2 separate regions of the Mus musculus genome follow, and region 2 is linked to region 1. Evidence: chromatin contacts called from public HiChIP or PLAC-seq data. All regions are on one chromosome and are shown on one strand. The core of a region is the stretch at or near the end of the contact, and the rest is flanking DNA. Distances in the headings are between cores, read along the strand shown. Region 1 holds the start of 9330151L19Rik (RIKEN cDNA 9330151L19 gene). Region 2 overlaps Nemf (nuclear export mediator factor).

Region 1 (5,711 bases), core at 2,091-4,590:
CCTATAATCCAACACCAAGGAATATGACTTACTCTTCTCTGTCCTTGGTGGGCACCTGCATTCCCCTGCACATATACACACAATTAACAATAAGTCTTTAAAGTGTGTGTATGTGTACACAAACACATCTAGCACGCACGTGATGTTTCTGTTGGATGTATACCTCAAATGGAATTTTTTCATTATATGCGTTTATATTCAACAGTAATTTCCCCAAATGATTGTTCTAACATATTTTCCCAACATAAGAGAGTGCCTGCCAGTGTGCTTTACAGCATGGATTTTTAATTTTTATGTGTGTTGGTGTTTTGCCTGCATGTATATCTGTGTGAGGGTGTCAGATCCCTGGAACTGGAGTTACAGACAGTTCTGACCTGCCATGTGGGTGCTGGGAATTTAACCCAGGTCCTTTCCGAGAGCAGCCAGTGCCTGCTCCTATCTGCTGAGCCATCTCTCCAGCCCTACAAAAGTTGTCTGTCTGTCTCTCTCTCTCTCTTTCTTCTAGTGGTTTAACATTATGTTACCAGGTTGGCAGGATGGCTTAGTGAATAAAAGCATTTTCTGTGCACAAGCCTAACCCCCGGAGTCCCATTCCTGGGACCCACGCTGGGAGAGAGGAACTCCCAGTTGTCTTCTGACCTACACATGCGTTCACGGTGGATGCATGCACATATACAATGATAAAATTTCAAAAAGTACATTATTTATTTACACAGGTAGAGTACGCAATAAATATCTGACGCAGACTGATCCAGTAACAGATGACATTTAAGAGGGAAGATGAGCAGCACTGGCAAGTCCATGAATAGGGAAGCTGACAGAGGAAGGGCAAAGAAAGTAAAGAACAAGAATTTGGAATGCTGAAAATGAAAGAGGAAGGGAAGTCACGCCATTTCAGGCCTCTGGGGCTTAAGCAGTTATTACTCAAATGGAGACATCTGATGGACAGTTGATGAGTCTATAAGCTTAGAATGTGAAACAGAAGTTGGTTATTTGAGTTTTATTTACTTACTTGTTTTGGGTTTTCAAGACAGCGTTTCTCTGGATTCCTTGGCTTTTCTGGAACTTGCTCTGCAGACCAGGCTGGCCTTGAACTCAGAGTCACCATGGTAGTTGAGTACATATATTTAGCATGTGAAAGAGATGGCATAACGGAGATGAGGTGTCATCCCAATCTTGGGACAGTCTACTTAAAATGTAACAGAGGAAGGCCTGCAGATTGGTGGAAAGAATGCTTGTCTCAGGTGTGAGGCCCTGGGTGTGGTTCTGTGGACATTCCCTCCCACAAAAGGAGGAGGCATAAGAGAGAAGCCTGGGAAAGGTCTTGTGATTGCAGTAATGCCAGTATAAACTGCTAAATGCTGCACTTGTAAAACAGGTCTGGGACTGCCCAGCAATCAATAAGTAACCATACCCTAGACCTGGGTGTGTGGCTCAGTGGTACAGCTCAGGCCACAGGTGGGAAGTCCTGGATCCCACACCTAGCCCTGTAACAAAACCAAGTTTCTATAGTCTGGCACAGTAAAGTTCCATTATGTAACTACTACATCTGCTGCATTGGTTCCTAGTGGAGCATTGTTAAGAGACTACAGAGTCAATCTAAGGATATCTAGTTTAAAAAAAAAGCGCAGTTATAAATTCTATTCTCAACCCAAGGAAATTGATCAGGACAAACTGTAATTTTGCTAAGTGATTTGAGAGCTTGCATTTACATTATAAAAAGCGAACACCTTTCTGATGCTTATTAATCTCTGGGATTTGTTTTGTCATCTTTTGCCCCCAAGGGTTTCTGGGAGACAACTATAAGGTGGAATACCTGAAAATGGTAAGGGTTTACTAACGTTGGTTCCACAAAGTAAAGAGAGTCAGATAAAGTTAGGTTTGTGAATTAGCTAGTAAACTTCTCTCTTGTTGGTGAAATTAAACAGTTAATAAGATAAAGACACAGCGCTGAAGATGAGGACAGTTACCACAATAGACTGCAAAGTACACGTATCCTGACACAGTAATTTAAAACCTGTAGCAGGTAGTGTCTGCTTGGTTTGAAGTAACAGTGGAGCCTATTTCTAGCATTTCTACCAGATCGCTGCCCCTCCTCCCAGGCGTTACTATGGCAACAAAGCACGCGCTGCCCGGCCTTGACAATCCAGCCGTTACCTTCTTGGACTGGTCAGTTCTCCATGAGCCAGACTCTGAAGCGCATCCTAGACACTCAATTCACCCTGATCCTTCACTGGGTCTGGGCATTGGGCCGTGTGGGTCACCATGGCCAAGGCGGCGGCCTCCTCAGCGCTGGAGGACTTGGATCTGAGCAGAGAGGAGGTGCAGCGGTTCACCTCCGCCTTTCAGGACCCAGAGTTCCGCCGAATGTTCTCCGAGTACGCCGCGGAGATCACGGACCCCGAGAACCGGAGGCGCTACGAGGAGGAGATCACAGCCCTGGAGCGGGAGCGTGGGGTGGATGTGCGGTTCGTGCACCCTGAGCCGGGCCATGTGCTGCGTACCAGCCTGGACGGGGAGCACCGCTGCTACGTGAACGTGTGCAGCAACTCACTGGTAGGCGTACCTAGCAGCCGGCCCGGCCCGGGGCGCGGCGGCACGGCAGCTGGCAGCCACTGGTCCCTGCCCTATAGCCTGGCTCCCGGCCGCCAGTATGCCGGCCGCAACGGCGCCCGCTACACCGTCTACGACGTGGTCTTCCACCCCGAAGCGCTGGCGCTGGCCCGGAGCCACGAGCGCTTCCGCGAAATGCTGGACGCCACGGCCCTGGAGGCGGTGGAGCAGCAGTTCGGCGTCAGGCTGGACCGCAGGAACGCCAAGACCCTGAAGATCAAGTACAAGGGGATGCCCGAGGCCGCAGTGCTCCGCACGCCCCTACCCGGGGGCGTCCCGGCCCAGCCCGAGGGGGAGCCACCAGGGCTTTTCCCGGACCCACCATATCCATACCGCTACCCCGCGGCAGCGGCGGCGAACACTGCCCGCTCGCCCGCGTCCCCCGCTCCCGAGGCCGTGCAGCGCCCAGAGCCCACGGAGCCGCGCTGCTCCGTGGTGCAGCGCCACCACGTAGACCTCCAGGATTACCGCTGCTCGCGCGACGCGGCCCCGAGCACCGTGCCGCACGAGCTGGTGGTCACCATCGAGCTGCCGCTGCTGCGCTCGGTCGAGCGGGCGGAGCTGGAGGTGAAGGGGAAGCTGCTGTGCCTGGACTCGAGAAACCCCGACTACCGGCTGCGGCTCTCGCTGCCGTACCCGGTGGACGACGGCCGCGGCAAGGCACAGTACAACAAGGCGCGGCGGCAGCTGGTGGTCACGCTGCCGGTGGCGCTGGCCGACGCGCGCCAGGAACCCCCGGCCGCGACACCGGAAGAGCCCGCGGAGGAGACCGGAACTGACGACGTAGCCCGCACTTCCGCGGGCGATTTTGCAGCGGCGCGGGAAGAGTCTGCAGATGGAACCGGAGCTGACCACGGGGAGAAGAGCGGTGTGGGAGCCCCAGACCCCGGGGCTGCACACGCTGAAGGGGAGCTCGTTCCCGAACCGGAGCAGGACTTCGGAGGGGACTCGGTGGCACCTCTAGACCTCGGGAAAGGGACTTCTCCTGGGGACCGAAGCCTCCCTTACTCTGCTTTCCCGGGCGGCGACACCGAATCCCTGTGCGGAGACCCCGGTGTCCAGACGAATGAGGAGCAGGAGAGGACCCGCCACGACACCGCGGGCTCAGCCATGGGTGACCCCGGAACCGAGAGCATCGCACCCGTGTGCCCTCCTTTACAGTGTAATCAGGACGAAGACTCCTTGACTTTGCTCATCCAAGTGCCTGGGATTCTGCCACAAACTCTTCACGGACATCTAAGCCCCGTCGGTTACGAATTGTGCTTCTCTACACAAGACTCGGGTTATTCCTGCACTTTGCAGTTTGCTCCAGAGAATAAGTTGAGTACCAGAGAACCCGAGACTAGCGTTTCTTTAAATAATGCAGTCATAGTACTGGCAAAATCTCCAGAGAGCCACGGACTTTGGCGAGAGTGGTATTGTGGCTTGAACAAGGAGTCTTTGGAGGTAACCGTTCTCACTATTTGAAATACTCTATCTTACTTTAAACATTTTTTGTTACAGGCACATAAACAAATATTTTCTATCTATTCATACGATGACAGTGCAGGCTAAGCTCATTCTCAAAGAGAAGATTGCACGTATTCTATCCTAAGGATGCTCTTAAGCCTTCACGGTTGACCCGTATTACACCTGTTTACTCGGGGTCCACCGACTAGAAAACCAGTGGATTTTAGTGACTTCTCTCTAGACTTCTGGAAATGTATGCAAGAAATTGAGGGTTCAGTCTCTCCTGAGAAAAAGGTTATAACTATAGTTAGTAAGATCTTGTCTCAAAAAAACAAGTGTGTGTGTGGATTGGGCACTTGGTAATTTTGTTTGAGGTTTATATCAAAGTTATATGTAAACTGCAACAGTGAAGAGGCTAAGGTGTAGTTCGGTGGCAGAGTGTTGGCCTGCAGCCTCCCAGAAAGTCAAGTTGTCACAGACAACAATAGCTTTGTAGACTGTTCAACCCTGAGCTCTGAGCTCCAGCCTGCCAAAACAGTTCACTTCTTCTAGATGTTTTTCTAAATCACAGTGGGATTAAGGCATATTTGAAGACTTAAGTAGATTTATTATAATTATACCATTAATTATTATCACCTGTGATGGGGCTAATGGGATCATAAAACCCGTTCTTTTATTTTATACTATACTGTATCAAGCCCCAAGTATCGGACATAATGATGCGTTCAGGAGCGTTACACCCTAACGTTCAGGAGCCTGAGGCAGGAGGATTATGAGTTTGAGGCCAGTTTTTTTTTTTTTTTTTTTGGTTTTTCGAGACAGGGTTTCTCTGTATAGTCCTGGCTGTCCTGGAACTCACACTGTAGACCAGGCTGGCCTTGAACTCAGAAATCCGCCTGCCTCTGCCTCCGGAGTGCTGGGATTAAAGGCGTGTGCCACCACACCCAGCTTGAGGCCAGTTTTATAGTGAGACACAGTCCTAAAAAAAAAAGAAAATTGGGAGTAGTGAGACATACAGTAATTTCATTACTATATATGTTTTTATGAAACTAGTCATAGAGAGACTCGTGGCTTTCAAGGCCAGAATTGTCACTTTACACATAAAAAGTACTAAATACATATTTATTTACACCCTAAGTAGTAACTAAGTTTTAGGGCCAGTGAATTCAGCCACTCATAATAAAATCAGTCATTAGGATAAATATGAATTTTCTGTAGTTACCATTTCCATATAGATATTTCCTTGAATTCCTGAGAATTCAAAATATTTGGTGTATCTTTTTTTCAGAATGAAGCAGAGGTAATAAATGAATGAATATAAGACCATGAATCTCAAATGTTAGCAAGGCAAATTGCTCTAAATATAAAATTATTCTAATCCATTAGTTCTCTTGCAAATTCAAATATTGTTTAATTTAATTGAACATAACTTGAAACATATCTCTAATTTTTGTCCCCCCTCTTTGGACCACCTAATAATCTTTACTTTGTAATTACAATATTATTTAAATAAAAGCACAGAAGATAATTTTATTTGAGGTAACACTGAACCAATCTTATAAATTAGTTTAAATATGGTTAAATGGCTAAATCTCACTTGACTGAATATAAACAAATTATATGGTGTTTGGATTTGGGTGATAGTGATG
Region 2 (5,754 bases), core at 2,907-5,406, 130 kb before region 1:
AACAAGCTAGAAATGTGGGTTTTTTTTTTTTTTTTAGTTGTCATTAAATGTGGATAGAATTTATTTATAAAGTAGGATGGCCCCAAATAGTTCCTTATGGGAAAGTGTTTCAAAAGCTGGCCATGGTGGCACACATTTTTAATTCCAGCACTTAGGGAGAGGCAAGTGAAAATCTATGAGTTTGAAGTCAGCCTGATCTACAGAGTGAATTCTGGGACACACAGAGAAACCCTGTGTATTGGGGTGAGGGGTGGGGAGTTAAGTGTTTATTACAAATTTGAATTTTGTTATTTTGTTTTTATGATTTTGTTTGTTTGTTTGTTTGAACACAAAGTCAGTCTGCTAGTCTGTCTGTCTATCTGTCTATCTATCTATCTATCTATCTATCTATCCATCCATCCATCTATCTATCTATCTATCTATCTATCTATCTATTTTTGGCTGATCTTGAATTCACTGTGTAGGCCAGGATGTGCCTAGTTGCAGTTTTCTGACATAGCCTCCCAAATACTCAGATTGCAGACCTGCATCACCCACTATGCCTAGTTTTCTTTGTAGAGTTTGATTATTTAGATTCTCTAGCAGTGGCTTTATTCTCAGAAAGTTTATAAATTGTTGATTTGTCCATTTTCTTTTTTCTGCCACTTTTGCTTTCTTTGAGGCTACAATCAATAGAAACGTGGAGCTGTCATCTAATTGGGCTTCTTTTCATTAGTGTGCATGCTACATCTTTTCCACTCCTTATTTCAGTCTTTCCGTAACCTGTGTTTTACACACACACACACACACACACACACACACACACACACACACACACTTACTGCTTTTGCTTTCTGGTCTGATAATTTTCTGTATACAGAGGCAGTTAGTGCATTCATACCACATGTAACCTCTTGTTATTTGGAGCTTACACAGACCCATCTGGACATCTGCTTTTATTTGCCCCATCTGTCCTGTGTGCCTTCCTTATTTGTTTGTTTGTTTTTTGTTTTTTGGTTTTTTTTCCAGACAGGGTTTCTCTGTGTAGCTCTGGCTGTCCTGGAATTGTGAGTTTGAAGCCTGCCTGTTTAACATAGTGAGTTCTAGGACAGCCAAAGATACATAGGAAACTCAGTCTCAAAACACCACCGCCAACAACAACAACAAAATCACATTGGGGCATAGATGTAACTCATTAGGTAAATACAGTTGAGTCTGTGGGTTGTATCTTTGGCAGTGTTAAAAACGTACAAACAAAAAAATATTAGAAACCAGGCATGGTGTCATATTTCTATAATCCTGACATTCATGAAGTTCAGGCAGGATGATCATAAATTCAAGGCTAGCTTGAGCTACTTAATTGTCTCCAAAACAAAAAAGTGATGTTGTTCAGTGATAAGAGTATTTGACTAACACATCCAAGTTCCTAGAAATTTTTTAACAAATAAGTCAAAATTAACTTGAGTTCTGGCTCCAGCACCAAATAAGTAAATAAATAATCAGAAAATAAAATCCTTTCCTATTATATTTTGAGGGATACGATAGAGTATTCCTTAATGCCTATATGTCATATTTTAAAGTTTTAAATGGTATAGATGTAACCATACAAAGATATTTCTGTTACATATAATATACCAGATCTTTATTTTTTATCTATATTGTCTGTCATTTTCTAAATGTCAAATAAGCACACACTGTTATAGCTCTTTTATTTCATTTGAATTTTATAAGTATGGTTGTTTAATGTCTATGAATGGCTGCGATCTACTTGTGGCCAGTAGAGGGTGTCAGATTCCCTGGGACTGGAGTTGTTACAGCTCACTCATTGTGAGCTGACATGTTTTTTTGTTTTTGTTGTTTTTTGGTCTTGGTTTTGGTTTTGGTTTTTTCCAGACAGGGTTTCTCTGTGTAGCCCTGGCTGTCCTGGAACTCACTTTGTAGACCAGGCTGGCCTCGAACTCAGAAATCTGCCTACCTCTGCTTCCCAAGTGCTGGGATTAAAGGCGCGCACACCACTGCCCGGCTAGTGAGCTGCCATGTTGATTCTGAGAATCAAACCCAGGTCCTCTGGAAGAGCAGCAAATACTCTTAACCACTGAGCAATTCCTCCATCCTGTTATTCGTTCTATCTGGATAATAAACTAATTAATGAAAACCCCAGTTACTTTGTCTTTTGAGAAAAGCCATAATAGTACTCTTTTGGAGGGGAGAGGGTTGTCATAGGGAGACAGTATCTCCCTAGATAGCTCAAGCAGGCCTTGAACTCTGATTCTCTTGGCTCATCCTCCCAGGTGCTGGGATTATAGGTATGTACCATCCCACCTGGAATAATTTCTTGCTTTACCAGTGGTCCAGAACCTATTTGGTATCCTGATGAAAGAAAGCGGAATCTTTGGGCATTTGATATTTTGTACCTTTGATTTGTATAGTTAATTCATTGCTTTGCCATCCTTATGTTTAAGAATGCTACCTATATAAAGTAAAATAATTTTGGGGCTGGAGAGATACATGCCTTAGTGGTTCAGAACTATGTACTACTCTTCCAGAGTGAAGTGAAGTTCTCAAGCCCTTACAGTAGGCAGTTTACAATCTTCTCTAACTCCAGCTCCACCTGCTTTTATGTGTACATATTCATATGCAAATAGTCACATACACATCTAATTAAAAAATTTTTTTAAAGAAATAAATAGGCCAGGCAGTGGTGGCACATGCCTTTGATACCAACACTTGGGAGGCAAAGGCCGGGGGATTTCTGAGTTCAAGGCTAGCCTTGTCTACAGAGTGAGTTCTAGGACAGCCAAAACTACACAGAGGAACCCTGTCCCCCCCCCCAAAAGACAGACAGACAGACAGACAGACAGACAGACAGAGACGGATATCTGGGCAGTTTGTGGTACATGGCGCTTAGAAGGCAGAGGCAAGGTAGATCTCTGAATTTGAGGACAGCTGGGTCTACAGGATGAGTTCCAGGACAGCTGTGACACCACAGAGAAACCCTGTGTCAGAGAGAGAGAGAGACAGAGACAGAGACAGAGAGAGAGACTTGGTTTGATATCCTAGATTAGCCTTAAGTTCATATATAGCTGTGCTGGCTGCCCTTGAACCTCAGCTTCTGAGTGCTGGGAACATCGGTATGTCTTACCCACAATTCCTAGTGAGATAACTTTTTTTTTTATAGAATTTAGTTCCTGCTTCTCTTCTTCCCCATCTTTGCCTCTTCTGCCCCTCCCCCTGACAGAGACAGAGTCTCATTGTATCACTGGGTGACCTAGAACTCACAGAGATTCTCTTACCTCTGCCTCCCCAGTACTGGCAAGTGCCACTATGTCCTGACAGAATCTAATTTCTTGGAAGACTATTGTAAAAACTGTATTACATGTTTTTAGTAAGATTTGCCTGTGCTTGAATGGTAGCTGTGCCATAGAATTGCTGATATCTTGTTCTATACAGGCATGGCAACTTCCTGTTTTGTTATATTTTGTTTTGAAAATGGTATGAATTCAGGCCTTTTTTTATATATATATAAAAAAATTGTTAACTTTGTTTTCTTTCTATAGGTTTGAGAAATTTCTGTGGTTCATTAGTTCAGAGAACTATTTAATCATAGGTGGTCGGGATCAGCAGCAGAATGAGATTATTGTGAAAAGATACTTGACACCAGGTGAGATTAAAATCGTATGAGATTTTCTCTTGAACGGCGTATCAGTTGCTTTGCTAGTAGGCACTGGTTTTTATCCTTTACTCTTGCTTGACAATTAACTAGAGATTTAACACTTTTTGGCTTACATTTTGTTGAAGTCTTTGCCACTTTTTGTTAAGTGGGTATATCAAAAGTAGTATTGCCATGCTAATCTGTTTTTTTGGACTTTTGATCTTCTGCTATATTTACAAAATAGTTTCCAGTCATGGTGGATCACATTTTTTAAAGGTTAATGTTTTGGTGCTATAATTTGTGACTATTTTTCCAGTTTACAAATAGGACTTCAAGCTGGGTGTGTAGTGCATACCTATAGTTGGAGCCATTAAAGAGGCTAAGTCTAGAGGACCACTTTAAGTAGCATAAAGAGACCATTTCAAAAAAGAAAGGAAGCAAGCTGGAGAGATTTCTCAGCAGTGAAGAGTACTTACGTCTCTTGCAACAGATCTGAGTTTAGTTCCTAGCACTTGCACAATGGTTCACAACCCCCTGTAACCACAGTTCTAGAGGATCGAGTTCCTTTTTCTTCCTTCTGTAGGCATTGCATACGGGTGCTTCACTCACATATTTGCAGCCAGAACATTTATGCACATAAAATTTTAAAATAAAGTAAAACATTTGTAAGAAAGCAAAACAAAAGAAAAAGGACTTAAAGTATCATTATTTCACTTTGTTTTTATTTAAGGAGACATTTATGTGCATGCTGATCTTCATGGAGCTACCAGCTGTGTAATTAAGAATCCGACAGGTAATATATTTCTATTGTCTGGAATTTTCTTTTTTTTTTTTTAATATATTTTATTTTTGCATGTGTGTGTCTATGGGGATGTACACAAGTAATCCATGCAGTGCCCGTTGAATCCTGAAGAAAAGAAGAAAGTGTTGATTCCCCGGAAGCAGAGTCAGGGAGGGGTTGGGCTCTGGGACTGAGCTTAGGTCCTCTGCCAGAGCAGTGTGCATTCTTCACTGCTGAGCCATTTCTCTGGCCTCTTTATAGCATTCTTTTTTTTTTTTTTTTTAAGAATTATTTATTTTATGTACATGAATACACTACAGCTGTTTTCAGACACACCATAAGAGGGCATTGAATCCCATTACAGATGGTTGTGAGCCACTATGTGGTTGCTGGGAATTGAACTCAGGACCTCTGGATAAGCAGTCAGTTCTTAACTGCTGAGCCATCTCTCTAGCCCCTGAAAATATGCTGTTTTGTTTTGTTTTGTTTTGTTTTGTTTTGTTTTGTTTTTTGAGACAAGGTTTCTCTGTATAGCCCTGGCTGTCCTGGAACTCACTTTGTAGACCAGGCTGGCCTCGAACTCAGAAATCCGCCTGCCTCTGCCTCCTGAGTGCTGGGATTAAAGGCATACGCCACCACGCCCAGGGCTTTCTTTTTTGGCCCTGAAAATATAATGTAACCAATAATCAAGAATTAGTAGTCAGTCTCCAGTACTGCAAACAACAAAAAAAGATGAAAAAAGATGTAATGGTACAAGAACATTGCATGAATGTAAGAGTCATAACATACTTGTCCAGCATTTATAATATATGAGGGGAAACCAGACAGTAATGGGGTTGGGGGTTGGGTAGATACAAGTATATGCAATAATATTTTGAGATGTTAACACTGAACATGAATAGAATAATTAAAACAGTAAATTAACAAGGAAATAGAAGACTTGAACACATTGATATCTAAACCTAGCAATATCTTTAGAACACCACCTAACAAGTATACAGAGAACATTCTCAGTATAGATTATATGATAGAAGAAATAGAAAATTGAAATAAATCCATAACAAGTAAAGAGACTGAGTTAGGTAGTAAATATTCAAAAATACTTCATAAAGAAAACCCCAGCTGGGTAGTAATGGTACACAAGTTTAATCCAGTACTCGGGAGACAGTTGTGTATCTGTGAGTTCAAGCCTAGCCTGGTCTACAGAGGAAGTTTCAGGAGAGCTAAGGCTACACAGAGAGACCCTGTATGGAAAACAAACAACAACAACAAAAAAAAACAAAACAAAAAAGAAAGGAAAGAAAAGAAAATCCTAGACTCAGAAACTGCACATCTATTATCT

Evidence for each region. HiChIP or PLAC-seq counts read pairs in DNA pulled down with a chosen protein or histone mark.
Region 2: a contact with region 1 is called in an H3K4me3 HiChIP or PLAC-seq map of bone marrow-derived macrophages, with 5 times the contacts expected there. The contact joins the enhancer-like site here to the promoter of 9330151L19Rik in region 1. A contact is called at or near these places in 19 of 39 promoter capture datasets (3T3-L1-derived adipocytes, the C10 cell line, the HPC-7 cell line and 13 more), 4 of 15 datasets of contacts at CTCF or cohesin (the NIH/3T3 cell line, large pre-B cells and pro-B cells), 64 of 484 Hi-C or Micro-C datasets (B cells, the C10 cell line, the C2C12 cell line and 46 more), 25 of 115 datasets of contacts at active chromatin or transcription factors (the 230-238 cell line, the SCID.adh cell line, Th17 cells and 15 more) and 5 of 9 other capture datasets (adipose tissue, embryonic stem cells, liver and 2 more).

Annotation. Positions count from the first base shown.
Region 1 is chr12:69,194,840-69,200,550 of GRCm38.p6, reverse strand. 9330151L19Rik (RIKEN cDNA 9330151L19 gene) reads right to left here and starts at 3,340. Exons shown (of 2, transcript NR_033222.1): 1 at 2,936-3,340; 2 at 683-2,823. Dnaaf2 (dynein, axonemal assembly factor 2) reads left to right here and starts at 2,122. Exons shown (of 3, transcript NM_027269.4): 1 at 2,122-4,059. The coding sequence starts at 2,266.
Region 2 is chr12:69,329,758-69,335,511 of GRCm38.p6, reverse strand. Nemf (nuclear export mediator factor) reads left to right here. Exons shown (of 33, transcript NM_025441.3): 17 at 3,537-3,640; 18 at 4,362-4,424. Among named protein-coding and RNA genes, the nearest start is that of Nemf, 25 kb to the left of the region's middle. Within about 2 kb of position 4,156, at least 26 of the 459 cell types and tissues checked have an H3K27ac peak or open chromatin away from gene starts, as enhancers often do. A contact at or near this core is called in acute myeloid leukemia, bone marrow, bone marrow-derived macrophages and 2 more, where this site is marked.